Regions from separate parts of the Rattus norvegicus genome. Here region 2 is linked to region 1. Evidence: chromatin contacts called from public Hi-C data. All regions are on one chromosome and are shown on one strand. Each heading gives the region's core, a stretch centred on a gene start, on an enhancer-like site or on the middle of the called end of the contact. The rest is flanking DNA. Distances are from core to core; before and after follow the strand shown. Region 1 overlaps Cspg4 (chondroitin sulfate proteoglycan 4). Region 2 holds the start of Snupn (snurportin 1).

Evidence for each region. Hi-C and Micro-C count contacts between places; a contact is called where the count stands out from the background.
Region 2: a contact with region 1 is called in a Hi-C map of Schwann cells, with 6 times the contacts expected there. The contact joins the promoter of Snupn here to the enhancer-like site in region 1. A contact is called at or near these places in 10 of 12 Hi-C or Micro-C datasets (the A7r5 cell line, the Rat2 cell line, Schwann cells and 5 more).

Annotation. Positions count from the first base shown.
Region 1 is chr8:66,188,661-66,191,526 of GRCr8, forward strand. Cspg4 (chondroitin sulfate proteoglycan 4) reads left to right here. Exons shown (of 10, transcript NM_031022.2): 7 at 1; 8 at 105-271. Among named protein-coding and RNA genes, the nearest start is that of Trnap-agg41, 24 kb to the left of the region's middle. Within about 2 kb of position 1,456, at least 36 of the 93 cell types and tissues checked have an H3K27ac peak or open chromatin away from gene starts, as enhancers often do. A contact at or near this core is called in the A7r5 cell line, Schwann cells and liver, where this site is marked.
Region 2 is chr8:66,242,685-66,245,550 of GRCr8, forward strand. It overlaps Snupn (snurportin 1), which reads left to right and starts at 1,443. Exons shown (of 9, transcript NM_001004270.1): 1 at 1,443-1,456.

The sequences.
Region 1 (2,866 bases), core at 206-2,705:
GGTAGGTCTGCACGCTGAGTGGCTGAGGCGGAACTGAGGATGGTAGCACGGGATCCTTGCCTTGATTCCTGTCAGAAGCTAACAGGCTCCTTCATGCTTTACAGAGTCTGTGCAGCCACTCAGCAGCCAGAGCTTGAGTGCCAGCTCCAGTACAGGCTCCGACCCTCGTCACCTGCTCTACCAGGTGGTAAGAGGCCCCCAGCTCGGCCGACTCCTCCATGCCCAGCAAGGAAGTGCAGAGGAGGCTTTGGTGAACTTCACCCAGGCTGAGGTAAGGGCCTCACTCCTCAGCCATCCCACAGACACCACCTTACCTCAGGTGGCTGCCAGCTGGAGCATACACATCACAGGCAGCTAGCATCTCTGGATTCTGCCCCAGCTCAGGGTTAGGCCTCCAGAAGGAAGCTGTAGCTGGATCCTAGAGGCTGAAAGGGCCCAGGAAGGTGGACCAGAGGCACCCAAGCGGCTGGTGATGGGTTGAGCTCACTTCAGCGGGACAGTGCAGGATAAAGTTGAGCTTGAGGCTCAGGAAAGGTGCCAGAGAATGTAGCAAGCTGGGAGCAGATGAGTCGCAGGCAGAATGGGTCAAGGTGAGGGACGCTGGTATCTGCTCTTTGGAGCAGAGCTCCTAGGGCACCCCAGGACCACCAGTGAAAATTATAATTCCCAGTCGAGGCTGACTGAGCTGCTGAGATGCTAGGGCTGTTGATGCTAACTAGGCAGTTATCACTTACCTTACAACACGTGCAGATTGGTCCCCACAGGGTCTAAGCACTGTGAGCAGCTCCTCTGGGTGTCCATGGTGGAGGACAGGCTCTTGTGAGCAAACAACACACTTGGTGCTCCTACCTAGAGGCCATAAAATTACAGTATGGCCCCCATTATTTCTACATGAGCAGGATCCAAAAGGACACAGCTGGCCCTGCCACTGGATCTGCAGTACTGTGGTGCCGCTCCAAGAACTTTCCAAAGGGGCTTACCCTGGCGCTTAAAAAGGGCAGGACCTATCTCTAGGTCTCTTTCCAGCACTCCTTTCCCTCAGAGGCCTTCTGGGCCCCACAAGTTCCTTTCTACCCCATCAGGGTGTGTGCTTCCCCATGAGAAGTAGTGAGGTAGAGAAGCTGGCAGGGGGTAGCAACTCCCACCTAGCAGGCAGCTCAGAGGAAGAAGCTGTCTTAACTAGGTTCACGTATGATTCCTCAGAGCCCACACATCTTTTGCTAGGCTTGTATTCTCTCCTCTCCCAGGCCCTAGCATCTACCACAGCCTCTTTCTGCCCCCTCCCCACAATGAAATCTGCCAGTGGCTAGGGCAGCTGTTTGTCCTGAGTCACTGGGAGCTTTGTTATCAGAGACCAGGAAGGAGGAGAGACTGGGACAAGGCCATGAGTGCTCCTCCCCCACTCAGCAGTCCCCCACGCTCCAGTAACACAAAGGACAGGAGCGAATGGCCACCAGGGGGCCAGAGTGGCAGTGCCACCCAAGAAGGCTGGAAAGAGGCTACGTGGCACAGACACCCTCCTCCACGGGCAGAGACCAGGCAGCAGTATGCAGTGGCTTGACAGTACCACTGCCCTTCAAGACACTGGGCTGGACAGGGCAGGGCTCAGGTGACCTCAATTTGCAGACAAAGAAGCGCGTAGGAGGTCAGGTGATTTTTATTTGTATACATGGCCAGTAAGAAGCAAGGCCATGATTAAGCCTTCTAACTGCTTGTCTGAGTCCCCTTCACCCAAGGACACTGTCCCCAGAGCTTGGGAGACCCTTGCACACCTGGCCTGAGTTTTGCCTTTTTTCTCACTGAGGCCTTCTCATACAGGAGCACCAATAGCCAGCCAGGTGTCACACTGACCACCACCACCACTGCTGGGAGGCTCCTTTTCCCACCGTGCCCACCATCAGCCTGGGTTAGAGGTTACAACTGACAGTCTTCAATCCTTCAGGACACATCTGGCCCACAGATGTGTTTTATTTGAGTACACATTACATTTAATATCTTAACATTAGTTGTCAGCGTTGAAGTCTTAGGAAAGTTCACAGAAACATGTTAAACCAATCCTTTAAAGGCCTGTGCTCCTTCTTGTAGCAAACCACTGAGGAGATGCCCCTCTCCTAATGAGGATCGGCTCCCAGTGTAGACAGCACAACCCTACTGAAATACTCTGGGACTCCAAGATAGCTTGCTTACAACGATCCCACTCTGTTTCTGTTTTACTATTGCGCAAGTCCTGTTTTGCTGAAAGGAAAAATCTTCCTGTGTTTCCTTCCTAAAAGGGGAAAACAAAGATAAGGCATGAGGATGTGTCTTGATCAGAAGGTGCAGGAAACAGATTTCTTTACAGAGACAAATAATATTACTTGGTGTTGAGCATACGTATAGCCCTAAAGAATAGGTCGTAAAGTTGATGTGACAGGGAGTCAGTGTGAGGTCTCCTGGATAACAATGGTGGGTTTTTTTGTTTTGTTTTGTTTTGTTTTTTCTTTTTTTCAGAGCTGGGGACTGAACCCAGGGCCTTGCGCTTGCTAGGCAAGCGCTCTACCACTGAGCCAAATCCCCAACCCCAACAATGGCGTTTTTGTGATCAGATAGTGAGCTGTTGCAGCACTGAACAAGAGCCAAGCTTAAATGCTAACCTGGCACAGTGGCCCACACCAGCTACTTGGGAGGCTGAGGCAGGAGAATCACTTGAGCTTGGGAGGTCAAGGCCAGCCTGGGCAACATAGTGAGACTCTTGTTCAAAACAAAAACAGGAAACTAACCCTATGTTTTCAAAGGCTTACCCTGTGTTAGGACTGTAGAGGCAGTGGGCAGAGGCCTTGAGCAGAACATGAGAGAGAAAACGTTTGCAGTAACCCAGATAGGACCT
Region 2 (2,866 bases), core at 193-2,692, 54 kb after region 1:
GTGACTTCATGGTGGCCACCTCCCTGGGTCTGCTCAGACCCTTTATCTTGCTAATGTGATTTTCTGAATGACATGGTCATTCAGAAATTGGTCAGTCCTTGAAGGCACTAGCTGCGGGATAGTGGCTCCTTGGTGCAGTAAGTCTGGTCCTGTCTACTTTGGAGTTCTCTCTCAGTACAAGCTGTAACCTCTTCCGACAGACCCAGGACTCTAGCTTCCCAGTTGTTACCTGGGGAGGCCGGCCAGTCTTGGGGGGTGGGGTGGGGTCTCGGATTTGGCCATATTTCTGTCGTCGTATTCTAGGCAGTCTGGGCTGAACTCAGGAGGATCACTCTCTACAGAAACAACAGAAGAGGGCACCGCATCCCATTACAGATTGTTGTGAGCCACCATGTGGTTGCTGGGAATTGAACTCAGGACCTCTGAAAGAAGTTAGTGCTGTTAACCGATGGGCCACCTCTCCAGTCCATCCTGCTATTTTTATACATGTATATTTTGTCATTTCTTTTTGAGGCAGGAACTCACAGATATATGCCTGCCTCTGTTTCCTGAGTGCTAGGATTAATGGCTTGCGCCAGATACCACCACCACCACCCTCTCCAAATTACTCCCTCCCGGCCACCCACAGGACTCCTTACTTTCCAGGAACTCTGAAGACTCTGTGTCCTCTAACATAGAGATCTGCCTATCTGTCTCTTGAGTGCTGGTATTAAAAGGCATGCGCTAGCACTATCACAAGTCTTGTTTTCACCTCCCACCTACCCACTCTGCTGAGCTACATCCCTACCCACACCCGGGTTCATTGAGGCGTTAGAAGCAACGCATCTGGCTCTCATTATAAGCACTGGGTAAGTAGCAAGCCTGTTTTCATTTTACATCCTAGCAGTCTTACCCTGCAGACACGGTTTATGGGTTTGGTCTGGTCCACTCATTTAGTCACTTTCACATCGGACTCAAGTGCTGAACGCTACCTCTCAGGAATCGAATCAGGGCCCTTTCGCGTCGTGTTAGAAGGGATAATGGGGAAAAAAAGTTTATTAGTTCGAAACTTGAAAGTCATTGAGAAAACCACAGAAGCAAGACAAAGGGGCTGTCGCCGCAACTCTGCAACTTGGGCAGACCTGGGAAGGTGGCGGCCATGAAGTCACAGTTTTGTCGGTGAAAGGACACGGGGCAAGTTTGCGATCAGTACTGAAGCTTCCGCGCCACTGACAATATCACTAGAATCTCGAACAAACCCTAAACCAAATCTGAAAGCCCCTTCCTGGCGAGAAGCGTCCCTTAGCTCAGGGCGGAAGTAATGGCCTGCCGCGACTCAACTCCCGCGATGCACCGCGGCAGGCGGAGCCGGAAGTTTGCGTGACAAGTCTGAGGGGGCGTGCCTAGCTCCGCTAGGGCACCTAATTGGTCAATCGGCGTAGGCACCAGCGGCGTGCGCGAGTGGCACCTTGGTGTGGTAAGTCTGGCCTTGTCTACTTTGGAGTTCTCTCTCAGCGCAAGCTGTAACTTCTTCCGACGGATTCTGGCTTCACCGCTGTTACCTGTGGAGGCCGGCCAGTCTTGCGGGTCTCGGATTTGGCCATCTTTCTGTCGTCGTATTCCAGACAGACTGGCCCTAACTCATGAGGAACATTAATGTGTAGCAAGGCGAATTCTATAACCGAGAAACAGACAACTCCATTGCCAGAGAGACAGCAGAGGGGAGGACGGCAGAGTTCACGGACGCGTGGTGGGAGCATCTGTAGCGCTGGAGAAGAGGCTTGGTGGGCCTGACACTTAAGAGTTCGTTTGCTTCTTTCCTCGGCCTCCTGCCTTGCTGCTTTGCAGGTGTATGCCACCTAGGGTACCGTTAGGGACCGTTTCAATGGCATACTGAGGGGGAAGCGCAGTAATTATCTACCGAATACTCCCCGTTATATTACAAAGACTGTAATGCACACCTTAAATTCACACTGATAATGGCACTTTTAACAAATTTTCTAAGAAAGCACTCTTAGCTGGGCGCGGTGGCGCACGCCTTTAATCTCAACGCTCAGTAGGCAGGCAGAGCTCTATGAGTTCGAGGCCAGCCTGGTCTACAAGGCGAGTTCCATTACAGCCAGGTGTGTTACATAGAAAACCTGTCCCGAAAAAAACAAAACAGAAGAAAAATATGTTTAATGTCTTAAGAATATAGGAATGCAGCTTTCTTTTTTCTCCTGGGTTATGTATGACCCAAGGCTTGGTGCAAATATGGTGCATACTTGGCAAGTACTTTACCAACTGAGGTATAGCACCATCCTTTATTTTTCCTATTTATTTTCATGGGTCATGTATGCATATGTGTATGTGTGTTTTGCCTTAGTGTATCAGCACCATTTGGGTGCAGTGCTGGGAGGAAAGTCAGAAGAGGGCTCCAGTTCCCTGGAACTGGTTTCCAGGTGGTCATGAATCACCGTGTGGAACGCAGGTCCTCTGGAAGAGCAACCAGTACTCTTAATCTAATGGCTGAATCATCTCTCCAGTACCCTTCCACCCTAGATCCTATCCTGTCCTGCCCAGTCTTGCAGGGTGGAAACAGTTGATAACAATGTAAAAATACTTTCCACTGCAGAACTGTATATTTGAGGTTAAGATGGTGAATTCATGTTTACTAACCTTGCTCCACCCCCAAACCAATCAAAACCAAGCACTGTCACTGAGCTACAAAGCCAACTGCACAGCTACGTTGATGCAGAACCGGGAGTTGGACCTAGGGGCATCACATATGCAAAGGAGACAACTCCTTTATTGAGCTATAATTCCAGCTACCCCCTTTTAAAAAGATTAAGTTTATTATTTATGTGCCTAACTATATGTATGTGTACCATGTGCTTGCCTGGTGCTC